Regions from separate parts of the Mus musculus genome. Here all the other regions are linked to region 1. The links are chromatin contacts, called in public Hi-C, Micro-C and promoter capture Hi-C maps. All regions are on one chromosome and are shown on one strand. Each heading gives the region's core, a stretch centred on a gene start, on an enhancer-like site or on the middle of the called end of the contact. The rest is flanking DNA. Distances are from core to core; before and after follow the strand shown.

Region 1 (2,981 bases), core at 147-2,646:
AAATTTGTAGCTTTTTCTATATCTCGGGGGACCACCCTTAAGATAGCTGTCACCCAGGGCTGGCGAGATGGCTCAGCTGTTAAGAGTACTGTCTGCTCTTCCAAAGGTCCTGAGTTCAAATCCCAGCAACCACATGGTGGCTTACAACCATCCGTAATGAGATCTGATGCCCTCTTCTAGTGCATCTGACGACAGCTACAGTGTACTTAGATATAGTAATAAATAAACCTTAAAAAATGATAGCTGTCACCCAGGGTTGGAGAGATGGCTCAGGGGTTAAGAGCACTTGTAGAGGTAAATTCGGTTTCCAGAATCTATATCAGGCAGTTCACAGTTGCCTGTTACTCCAGCTTCAGGCTGGGTTCTGGACAAACACACACACACACACACACACACACAAACACAAACACACCTGCAGGTATTTGTGTGTGCATACATATAAATAATGAAATAAACTAAGAAAAAAAAAAAGATAGCTGCTGCCCAGCATTTTGTTTGGCGCAGCTTGTACCATCAAAGGCTATAATGAATTGTCCTAGTAGAGAAGGGATAGGGCCTCTCAGAGAGAGTATCCAGGGGAAAGGTCGCTGGGGTCAGAGTGGGTCTTGCTGGTATTGCATCACAGAGACACAGGTCCTGACCTGAATCCTGCTGTACCGTATGCTGCCCTGGCATAGAAAGTTTTGTTTTAATTTTTGCTTATTTTATTGGAGTGAGGATTGAAGCTAGTGTCTCCTTGGATGCTAGATAAACACTTTAGTGCTGAGCTAAATACCAAGCCCTCTGTTTATTTTTGAGATAGACTCTTAATATTGCTCAAGATGGTCTTGAACTCACTCTGTAACCAAGTAAGACTTTGAACTTGCCATACTGCTTGCTGACCAGACTTCATGAGTGAGTGGGATTACAAATCTGCATCACTAGCCATTGTATAAAGGAATTTTAAAAATGCCCCTTGCTGGTAGCATCAGGCTGGGTGTTGGGGAGGGTCCTGCCTCCTTAAAAGCTCCCCGCCAAACAGAAGCTAAATAAACCAGTTTGTAAATCAGAGCTGTGGGGGGCGGGAATCTCAAGCTAGCACTCTTCAGTTTCCCTCCGCCCTCCCCAAAGCCCAGGAATGCGGCAGGCCCTGATTTTACAGCCCTGGCCACCGGGGCAGCCAAGTCGCCGCAGAACTGGCAGTAATGCGCTACCTCACCATGTTCTTGTGAAACAGTTAAAAGACAAAGTGACAAGCACATCCTAAGTGGCTTTTCTATCTTGATCATAGACTCGCCATCAGGCTGCACAGTAACAACAGAAGCCCCGAGAAGCCGAAAACTCTGCAAGAGGGACGGGAGGCGGGAACCTGATTTGAGGAGGAGGGTGGAGGAGAACAGCCAATCCCGCGCTCCCCGGGAGGAAGAGGAGGAGCCAGAGCCCGTGGGTCCCCGCACTGCTCACTCCCGCGCCACGCCGGCCCCGCAGTCTCCTCCCGGTCCCACGCTGCGGCCCGCTGTGGACTTCCCTGGTGCAGACATGGCCTCGGGCTCCGCCTGCACGGCGGTGAAGGTGAGATCACCCTACAAGCTGTGAATGGGCCAGCCCTGCAGGGTTCCTTCTCGAGCCTCCAGGCTGTGTCCCCAGCCGGAGCGCCCCCCACCCACCGCTCAGCAGGGAGGGGACAGGGCGCGCGGCACCCAGCGCCACCCCGATGTCCCCAGCCTTTGAACTCATCTGCATTCCGGGCCCGAGCGGTGGTAACCGGGGCTCTGATGGGGAGTGGGGTAATAGAAGGGGGAGCGGGATGATGGAGGGGACTGCGCCCCGCTGCCACCCTCTTTTAGTACCACTCCCCCCCAGGCGGGAGCTGGCGCGTGGCTCAGCTCCTGCGGCTGCTGCGTCGGTCCCTCTAGTCTTACGGGACTTAAGCTTCCGCTACTTTGACTAGGCCCACGTGGGAGAGCTGGCACTTGCTCTTTTGCATGCTTCGGCTTCATTTCCCCCTCCAAACTTAGATTTCCTTTTGCTTTGTTTTACCTCGGCAGCGCAGAGCTGAGGGAGCTCTGAGACTTTTTAAATACTGAAACAGAGCGCGGACCGCTCTCAGACTGGAGGCCTCTGTCTTATAAACCGCTTTCCAACCTTGAAAGTTAGAGTTATTTTCTTAGGCCTTAGGTCCCCAGAGATCTGGACACAAGGGACTCTTGTGCGCCGGGAACAGCTGGCCAGATGAGAGCATGAGTTCTGAGAGTTGGAGTGAGCCTCCCTTGGGGAGTTTTAAACACATCCTGATTGATGGGTAGAGAGTGGAATAACGGAGCCCAGGAAACACTGGTGTTTAAGTCCTTTCTAGGCTGTTTATTATTAGCCAAGAACGCAGTTAATTTGATTCAGTTTAGGAATTTCTGACCCATGCTACAGGAAGTGCACAGTTTTCTTCAGGCATCCTTTTGATTGCCTGCAGTGCCGTTTGATGCCCTTGCAAGAGGCCCATCTCTGCATTTAGCCTTCAGCGTGCCAGGGCATTGTATACTGGGGCCCTGCAGGGCTTCATGAACCACTCAGGGTGAGGTTGCTGCATTCGGTCATAGGGGCCAACTTTTTCTTTTCTCCATTTTGAAAAGGATTATTTACATTTATAGAAAGCCATGGTTCCAGTCAGCAGGAACGGGGCAGAAAGGGTCTTCATGTGCAAGGTACAGTAGGTACTTATTTATAAAGTGGAGATTTTAACATATTGTGGGCTGGAAATTTCACTGAGGTAGAGGCCTGTGATTTGAAGATAGATCTATTTGTCATCTCTGTCCCACAATGTGAGTAAAACCAAATAGCTAGAACTTCACACTTAATCAGTCCAGTCAGGATAATACTATCTGTGCAAGGACCAGCATATCTCAACAGAAAGAATTTGCTTTAATCTGGTTAGCCTTCTGCCCAACACACAGTTTCCCTGCAAAATGAATGTGGTCCACTTAAGAGCAGAAAGAGCTATGTAAATA
Region 2 (2,981 bases), core at 292-2,791, 2.4 Mb before region 1:
AATAGACAACCAGGCACATATCAACCAGACTTAACATTATTACACTTGTTAGCAAAAACCGTGAGCAAATGAAAGAGAAACTCTCAGCAAAGTGACCACTATGAACACGGGAGTTCACCCGCTACGCACACATATTTAAAATAATTTAATGAACTTTTTGTTTTTCGAGACAAGGTTTTTTTTTTTCTGTATAGATAGCCCTGGCTGTCTTGGAACTCACTCTGTAGACCAGGCTGGCCTCGAACTCAGAAAATGCCTGCCTCTGCCTCCCAAGTGCTGAGATTAAAGGAATGCGCCACCACTGCTCGGCTTAATGAAATTTTTAACAGCATACAAAGAAAAGGGTTTCACTAAGACATGCTCAAAAACATCAGTCACTTTTGTTCTACTCCCCCCCCCCCCAGCCACCCCTGCCGCCTAATCTGTCTTTTGCCAAGAGGAAAAAAGTTGTAACTTATTTTAAGCTATTTGTTCCTTGAAAAATTGATACCCTAAAAAAATTGTCACCAAGTGGTAGCACAAGTCTTTAATTCCAGCAATGGAGGGTGAGTGTTTAAGGCCAGCCTGATTTACAAATAAGACTTGCAGGAAATGCCAGGGCTAAATAGTGAGACCCTACACACCACCTTACCTTCTGCCAAACAAACAAAACAAATTAAAATATTTTGTCAAAATTTCATTACAGTGAAGACTCTCCAATTCCGTCCTTCAGTACCTGCAGAACTGAAAATTGGGTGCTAAAGAGATTATTATTTCAGAGTACTTGCTGCTCTCTTTAGGACCAGAGTCAAATCCTCAGCACTCTGTCCTGAGGCTCACAACCATCAGCTTCAGAATGTTTACCTCGAGATCTAGGTTACCTTTGAGAGGCAGCAAATTACGATTATCTAAACTAAAGAGTTACTCGTTTGGCGTTATCAAAATCTGGATAGAAGTAGAGAAAGACAACGCAGCTAAGGTCTCTCAGAGGTCTTTGGATGGCTTAGAGAAGGGCAGCCCTCCAGTGTCACTCAGACTTTGGGGTCACACAATTATGGGTGGAACTTCCAGCCTCTACTAAAGAGAAACTGCAAGTCTCTCTAGGCTTTTTTTTTTCTTTCATTGACCTTGAGCTATTCTAAGTCACTTTCTCATTCTCTGAAAACCTGAGCCTGGAGAGGCGGTAGTCACCTGCCACAGGCAACCGCAACAAAACAAAACAAAACAAAACAAAACAAAACAAAACAAAACAAAACAAAACAAAACAAAACAAAACACCGCAGAACAAACAGAAAGGTTACAACTAGCGCCAGGAGAGCTGGAGGACTCTCGCTTCGGCGTCGGGATTCTAAGGAGCGCCCCGAGGTCCGCCAGAATTCTGCCAGGAGGAGGGCGCTCGCGGGGCGGGGCACAAGCGCAGAGGCGTGGCCTGAGCCTGAGGCTTGGTAGGAGTCTGGGGGCGTGGGTCAACCTCTGGGTGGAGCCCAACCACAGGGGCGTGGCTCTAGCGGGGCGGGTCCGACCTCGGACCCCACCCCCCGCGTCCTTTCTACCGCCCCCGCAGAAGGAAAGGGAGAGGGACGGAGGGAGGGAAAGTGGTGTTCTGTGGAAAAGAGCGGAAGGAAGGGAAGGCAAAAAAGAATAGGGAACAGAAACATGGCGGTCTGTGGTCCGGACAGTCTCGCCCCGGGCAGTGCCTAGACGTCGGTCCTCCCGCAGCGCCCGCGGCCCGCGAGCCCTTCGGTCGGCAGTTGCCCTCGCTGCAGGCTGTCCCCTGGAGACCCGGCCGCGCGGAGGCGCAGGCGCAGAGGGGCCCCGGAGTCCCGGCCCTGCCAGCGGAGGGTGCCCAGGCCGCGTAGCCGGCGCTTTCTCACCCCAGGAAGCTCCGGTGTCGGACAGTCGCCGACTGGGCCGGCGCAGGTGAGTCCGCACCGCTGCCCTGCCCGATTCCTCCCGCTCCGCCAGGCCGCTCAGGTAGCGTGCGGGACCGCGCGGGAGGAGGGGAGCGGCCGGCTGGCCTAGTCGCTGAGTGAGTGGGCGGGAGGTCCCCGGAGCCCGCGGGCTGCCGTTCGGAGAGGCTGCGGCCGGAGGGCCTCGAGAGGATCGACTCGGTGCAGGGACCGGGCCTGGCCTCTGCCGCCGGGGTGAGGCGGGAACCAGGCTCTCCGGCCCTGGCCCGGCCGGCGGGGTGCTGAGCGGTGGCAGCTGGGGTGGAGCGTAAGGATCCGTGGACGCTGCGGAGGTGGAGGTACCGGGGTGCAGGCAGGTGCCGCAGGTGAATCCAGGGCATTTCCTCCTCTGCCGGACCGTGGCTGATGTTTAGGGCTGCTTTGTTGGGGATAACTTATAGGAAGGCTCCATTCAGCTCTGGAGTGACTAAACTCAAATAAAGCCAACTAATGAGCCCCTAAGTGCTGACTCTTGTAAGAGCCGTAACTTTAAAGCATTGGAGATGCTGTCACCTCTTCCCCCTCCCCTTTTTGTGATTCGTAGGCCGTTTCCCTCCCGAAGAATGTGCTTGGAGAGAACAAATAAGGAATGACCCAGTTTTTAAAATGCCGCCCCCCCAACCCCCGCTCCCCTTCAAATTTCGTTGGTTTCACACGGGAAAATTTAAGGCAGTTACTGTAGTTACTTGAGCAAATGTGAGAGAAGGCGTCATTCCTGCCTACTGAGAGCACAACTTGCTGTGCGATTTTGTCTAGAGAGGTCATGCACTGTAGTCTGAGCAGTTGACGTACTTAGGCTACTTAATTGTGTGCAAACTCGAGTCCCTAGAAATAGGTCTTGCCGTCTTATCTCCATGCTTCCAAGAAGCAAGCTAGAAAAGATCCTTAGGTGTAGTGTCCTGTTGGCCAGGTTTTCAGTAAACATTTCATTTGATTTGATAACCATGTAAATATACTAAACTACCTCGAATCTAGAACTCATTATGTGACTTTTTTGTTAAAAAAAATTTGCAAAAGGAAAACTTTTTATCATAGTCATTATAACCATAAAAC
Region 3 (2,981 bases), core at 219-2,718, 2.3 Mb before region 1:
TGGTATGTGCCTATAAATTCTAACACTTTGGGGGCCAGCCTGGCTTGCATGAAACCCTGTTTCAAAAAAAAATCAAAAATAAAAATGTTGCAAATGATAAATAATGTTACAGTACTAACAAGAAACATTTTGATCACGTGGACCACAAATTCAGAAAATTGCCATACACAGTAACTGTTTTATATCATATTGGATAGATAGATAATGGATAGTTTTTCTTTCCAGGATTACAAGCTTGTGCCACTACACCCAGCTTATTTTTGCCTAAGCTATCGGGAGGAGAAAAATATGATCACATGAGAAAGCAGTTCTGCTGGACCAGCTGGTGTTGAATATACAACAGTGGGGGAGCCATTACTGTGCAGGGAGCCCTTATAGTGCATTTTTCGTTTGTGGCTCTGGCCTGCTCACTCCTGCTAGCCTGTAACTGACCCTAGAAGGAGGTCACAGTCTATGTTCTTCTTCTTGGGTTCCAGAAGACCTTCAGTAGAACCGGCTCTAGAGAAGGGAGAGGGGACAGAAGGTGGGATAATGAGGTCACAGGAGTGGTTTGGCCTGTAAGGAATAAAGCTGGATTTCGTAAACAGGAGGTGGAGACTGGCAGCTTCTGCCAGCCGTGGAGACAATGGCTGTGTGGGTGTCTGAGGAAGAGAAAGGTAGAAAGGTTAACAGAACCCGCTACCCAGGATGCCACCGGGGACACCTAATGAGTGACATATGAACGAACACTCTCTCAACAGTGCCCAGCTCATAATACTATATGTACTATATACAACTATGTATGTATTACGTTCTGTACTTGTGTGTTCTTACCTGCATCTTCTGTGGGTTGGGATGGCCGAAGGTTTCCCCAAGTCTTATGTTACCCATAAATGACTAAACATTCAGTACTACAGAAATGCTCTCCTGGTGTGGGTGGCCCAGGATGCTTGGCAGGGTCCAGAGAACCTGTTGCTACAGCCTTGAGAATCTTTTTATCCTAGCCAGCAACGAATTGGGTCTGGTAAAGCTGTTCTGCCTTCAAGAGGAACAAGAATATTCCTTAGGCGTGAGAATTGGTGTCCCTAGTGCAGTGAAGAAAATTGCTGCGAACTACCCCGGAGTCCAAAGAGGTCCGGGTCTCTGTGCGTTTTTCCGTACTTTACATTTTTACAAAGGGTAGGGGCCGTTTTGGCGTTCTTTACACAACCTGGACGCACGCGGACAAGAGCGACTCCGAAGACCTTTGCCACCAACCACGGTGGAACCGGAGAGTCCCGACTTCCACCCCAGCCCCGGTCCTACCCTTGGGGGTTCCCCAAGCCTGTCAGGTCCCGCCCCGGGTGGGCGTGGCCGCCGTGCTCCGGGACTCCGGGGGGCGGGGCTGGGGCGTGAGTGTCCCGGCGGTGGCAGGCGGGCACAGCCCGGCTTGGGAGGGCCGCGGGGAGGCGCCGTATCCGGAGGCTGTCCCGCACCGCATAAAGCCACAGACGCACAGTGTGCCTCGCAGCCGCTCGGGCCGGTCGCCGCTGCAGAGAAGCTGCTCCGATGCTCCAGAGCGGCCATGGGCGCCCCGCACTGGTGGGACCACCTGCGGGCTGGCAGTTCGGAGGTGGATTGGTGCGAGGACAACTACACTATCGTGCCTGCCATTGCCGAGTTCTACAACACGGTGCGGGACGCGGGGAGCGGCGGGGCAGGTGGGCGGAGGGAGGGAGCTATCCCCGTGTCTGTGGCGCCTGGAAGCAACCGTGGACGTCCGTGGCAGATTCACTCCACGCCCCCTTCTCCGGGCGCTTCTTCCAGCTCCATTTCTGCACTCCTCTCCGGTCCCTTTCCAGAGCTCCTCCAGCTCTTCCTGTCATTTTCTTCTTTATGGCTCTATTGTCTTGTTTGGCTCCTGTGCTCCGGGATCCAAGGGTCCGCATCAACCCATTTTTTCCAGTTTGGGTCATTTAGGGACGTGAGCTCACAGGGGCAGCTCCCTTTTTTCTGCCTAGGATCTTTGTGGCGTGACGCACCTGGGTCTCATTGTGCGTTTTTTTTTTTTTTTTTTTTTTTTTTTCCTCTGAGTACCTGTTTTGGGCTCCCTAGGAAAGGGGAGCCCTGGACATGTCCAGGGCTGGGTCCACTCTCACAAATCGGCAAGTCCTTTTCACTAAACTATGACAATGTTGATCTAATTATTTTCGTCCAGAATCAAGTAACTTCCTATGAGTTCTTTTTCTTGTTGCTTTTAGAGTCCAGTTTTGAGCCAGCTCCTAGTGGTGACTGTGAAGTCTAGGAGTGATAGCTGTGGGTTTTCTGGACTTGCCTAGGTCCCTAGATATGGACAAGCAGAAATTTACAGAATTCCTGGGATTTTGTTCTTTGCGAGAGGGAAGGATTGTCCCTAGGAGAGGAAATGTTTCTGCTTTTTCCCCCTGAACCCATCCATCCCTCAGGACTCTGGTATCCAATGTGACTTTGCATGGTCATTTTTCTGGCTTATCTTTTTTTGCTGTTCAAACAGAGAAAACAGGAACTCTTTGAGTCATTGTGAGTTTGAGATTGCTATTTAGGATTTTTTTTTTCCCCTTTCGGATTTCTGGAAAGAATGTTCTCAGCAAGAATCAAGCATTATTGCCTGGATAGACCCCTAGTCCCTTTTATGCCCCTGTCCTTTACTTTTGATCCCCCAACTCCCGTTTTTGTTCGTATTACTAGGCTATTGAGCAGTGAGCTGTCATGCCCATGTGCTGCTATGTCTGCGACTGACCCAGAATTCTCCACCGTGCCTTATCCAGGGCTTTTCCTCCACACCCACTTCTTAGTTGCTCAATGAAACCAGACCTTTGACATTCAGAGACATAGGGAAAGATCTAGTTAGTGAAAGTGGCCACATGTTCCCTATTATCCAACCTGGTGGGGTATTTATGATGCTCTCTACATAGACAGGCACCATCAGAAGAGGCCGGAGCAGGGCAGCTGGGGTAGCTGAGAAGATCCACCAGCAGTATCAA
Region 4 (2,981 bases), core at 134-2,633, 2.2 Mb after region 1:
CCAGCACCGCGAGGCTCCCAAGCAGCTGCCACTTCACACTCACGGCTCCAAGGATCTTATTTACGCTTTTCTGAACAAAGGGAATCTCATATCCGGTATAGGCTCAAAGATTCGGCCCCAAATTGGCAGTCTTCTTTAAAATCTGAATTACAATCATTGGAATCCGTGAATCAGAGTCCTCAATTCTGGCAATGATGAGTTTTGACAGCTTCTAACCTTACCCCAGCCCCAGCCCAGCCCCAGCCCTTAGGCTGTATGTACTTTTTCCAGGCAACTACAACTCGCTGCCTGGTGCAGCATCTAAATTCCATCTGGCAATCCCATCTCCCCGGCACACGCTATCTAGTTAATGCAATTAAGCTGAGGATTTTCCCCACTGGTCTAATCTGCAAGTAAGTCCAGGGCTTCTGATTTCCCCAGTCCTCCGATTCCTTTGCGAAAGTAGAGGCATGCATTCCCCTCCAACATTCAAGTTATCCCTCTCTTCCCACGAAATGAACTTCCAACCTCAACCCCGAAGCTCACTGAACATGTAGCCTCCCATTGTAGCCTGCTGGATCTTGACCACATTTACCACTTAAGTTTCTATCAAGTGACATTTTCGAATATTCAGTACGTTAAGCATGCGTCCACTGTCTTCTAGTCTGGCTCTCAAGAATAAAAAAAATAAAAATAAAAATAAAAAAAAGCAAAGCAGTCGCTTTGAAATGAGGCAAACATGTGCAATTAACTTCACATTCTGTATTCCGCTCACTTACAGGTTTTCTGGGTTTGCCAGCGCATCGCTGCAACTAATGATTAAAGAAACCAAACCGAAACTTACCTTTCTCCCTTAAGGTTTTTGTGTATGTGTATTTTTAAAGTAACGGTGCACTTCTCCCAATAAGGATGAGCAAGAAGCTGCTGGATAGTTCTCTTAAGACAGCACGAAACCTAAACTGTGCTCGGCTTAAAAGAAGCAAATAAAAAGAAATGCTTTCGACCCCAAAGTCCAATGCTAAAAGAAATGATGAAAAAAAATATGAAAGGGGAGGGGAAACTTAAAAAAGAGAGTTTAAAAAGACGGAGAGACTACTCCTATTGCCGTTCAACTAAACAAAAAGGTGCAAGAAAAACAAACCAAGGAACAAAGAAAAGAGACGAAAGAACGTTTTTTCAAAAAGACGATGTCTTTCTCCGTGTTGCTTTTTAGTAGGTCGCTACAGGAGTAAGCTGCTGCATCTCTAAGTGAGAACAGAAATAAGGGGGGAGGACGTCTTAAAAGGGAGGTGGACTGGACCACAGATTTATAGCACCGTATCACCAACCCCTTCTCTGCCTCCGCACTGCCGTGTGTGCAGCTGCTCTGCCAGAGTCCTATCCCGGGCAGCACGCGCGGAAGTATACGCCGAGTTGCGCCACAACGCAACATGCTCATCGCCCCAGGTTTCTGATTGGGCGAGACGCTTCTATTGAGGCCGCCCAGGCGAAGCTCTGCTAGGTGATTGGCTAGGGACTTATGTCACTCTTGAGAGCTCAATGGAGTCCCGTTTCAAGGTAAGTTGTGCCGGGAGGTACACACTTAACACTGGCGGCGAAGGGAAATGCAAGAAGCAAAAAGAGATGGGAGAGAGAGAGAGAGAGCAACGTGGGAGGGAACTGTACTATGAGAGTTTGCGATATTGCACCATCTATTTTCCTCTTAAGTCTTTCTGCTTCCAAAAGATTCGTTTTATTTGCCCTCACGGCTGCATCTTTGGCATGTTTCTTTGTAATAGTAAACTGTCCGGTATGTATGAGTCATCGAGAGCGCCTCTCTTTGATTTGAGAGGGATTTGAACGTACACCCATTACTTGTCCGCATGCCTTTTTTGGTTTGTGTTCCAGTAATCTTTACATCTGTATTAGATATTGGGTAACTGTGTGTATGTTTCTCTATTTTAATATGTCCACCTCTTTCTCTCTCTTTCTCTCTCTCTCTCTCTCTCTCTCTCTCTCTCTCTCCTTTTAGAATAAGAATGAAATAGAAATGGTTTCAACTGAATCTGTACAGTTTGAACTAGCTTTCAATGTATGTCAGGGTTAAAAGGGGGTAGCAAAAACATCGTACTTAACAAAAACAAAAAAACAGGTAATGAATTGAAATAAGGTCCTTCAGTTGGAGGTAAAAAGAGCAGCTACATATAAAATTAAAACAAGCCACTCCTTTGCATTTGCTGGCAATACAGATCTTGAACCTCACAAGGATTGCTGACAGTAAAGATAGTTCAGCCTTTACCAGGTTCTTTTGAGAATTCAAAAGTTTGATCAGTAGACCAAGTGCTGTCTATGTCTTTGCTTTATAGATGAAGATTTCTTTATTCCAACCTCATGTTTGAGTAATATTCAAGAGGCTGAAGTGCAGGTTTATTCATACTTATTTCTTCCGTTAAGTGAAAGTGAGATTACTAAATTTACCTAGATGTATTTACAATGAGAAACAATATCCACCTAACTTAGTTCATTCCCAAGGAATTTTTCAGTTTTGACAGATAGCCTCAACTTCCTAAACAGTACATATATTTCTTACATAATCTCTCTTCTCTCAAAAATTATTTTACTACTATGTTTATTTGCTACTAGTCACTGTCCTTGATAATGTAAGAGAGCAAAGGCAACGGTAGAAATTAAACATTGCAGGAAGATGGAATGTCAGAGGGAAAGAGAAAGATGGTCTGAGAGCAAGTGACTTAGAAGTGGAAAGGAAATTGGTGTTCCTTGAGCGCGTCCTTGAGTTTGATAAATGATTAATGTAAAGAACTGGGGACCTGTTTATCCCCCGTTTAACCTGTGTAACAGTATCTAAGTTATATTATTTTGCATAACAACAACTAGGGTAGGAAAAGTGGGCCTGAATCTATGTGTATAATTACCATTTAGAATTATCATTTTGGAGCTCCCACCTCCTACTTTTTATATAACAATAGCTCCTTGGGGCTTAATTTCAACTTAAAACTATTAAC

What was found. Promoter capture Hi-C pulls out the DNA fragments that hold promoters and counts their contacts. A called contact is a pair of places that touch in the nucleus more often than the background predicts.
Region 2: a contact with region 1 is called in a Hi-C map of CD8 T cells, with 4 times the contacts expected there. The contact joins the promoter of Dennd4c here to the promoter of Mtap in region 1. A contact is called at or near these places in 2 of 484 Hi-C or Micro-C datasets (CD4 T cells and CD8 T cells).
Region 3: a promoter capture Hi-C map of pre-B cells shows a contact between it and region 1, with 6 times the contacts expected there. The contact joins the promoter of Acer2 here to the promoter of Mtap in region 1. A contact is called at or near these places in 3 of 39 promoter capture datasets (liver and pre-B cells) and 1 of 484 Hi-C or Micro-C datasets (CD4 T cells).
Region 4: a contact with region 1 is called in a Micro-C map of palatal mesenchyme, with 3 times the contacts expected there. The contact joins the promoter of Elavl2 here to the promoter of Mtap in region 1. A contact is called at or near these places in 1 of 484 Hi-C or Micro-C datasets (palatal mesenchyme) and 1 of 115 datasets of contacts at active chromatin or transcription factors (astrocytes).

What each region holds. Positions count from the first base shown.
Region 1 is chr4:89,135,974-89,138,954 of GRCm38.p6, forward strand. It overlaps Mtap (methylthioadenosine phosphorylase), which reads left to right and starts at 1,397. Exons shown (of 8, transcript NM_024433.2): 1 at 1,397-1,551. The coding sequence starts at 1,519.
Region 2 is chr4:86,747,014-86,749,994 of GRCm38.p6, forward strand. Dennd4c (DENN/MADD domain containing 4C) reads left to right here and starts at 1,542. Exons shown (of 32, transcript NM_184088.1): 1 at 1,542-1,899. Gm6521 (predicted gene 6521) reads right to left here and starts at 2,391. Exons shown (of 1, transcript NR_168733.1): 1 at 512-2,391.
Region 3 is chr4:86,872,946-86,875,926 of GRCm38.p6, forward strand. Acer2 (alkaline ceramidase 2) reads left to right here and starts at 1,469. Exons shown (of 6, transcript NM_139306.3): 1 at 1,469-1,651. The coding sequence starts at 1,544.
Region 4 is chr4:91,375,113-91,378,093 of GRCm38.p6, forward strand. It overlaps Elavl2 (ELAV like RNA binding protein 1), which reads right to left and starts at 1,384. Exons shown (of 8, transcript NM_001347149.2): 1 at 824-1,384.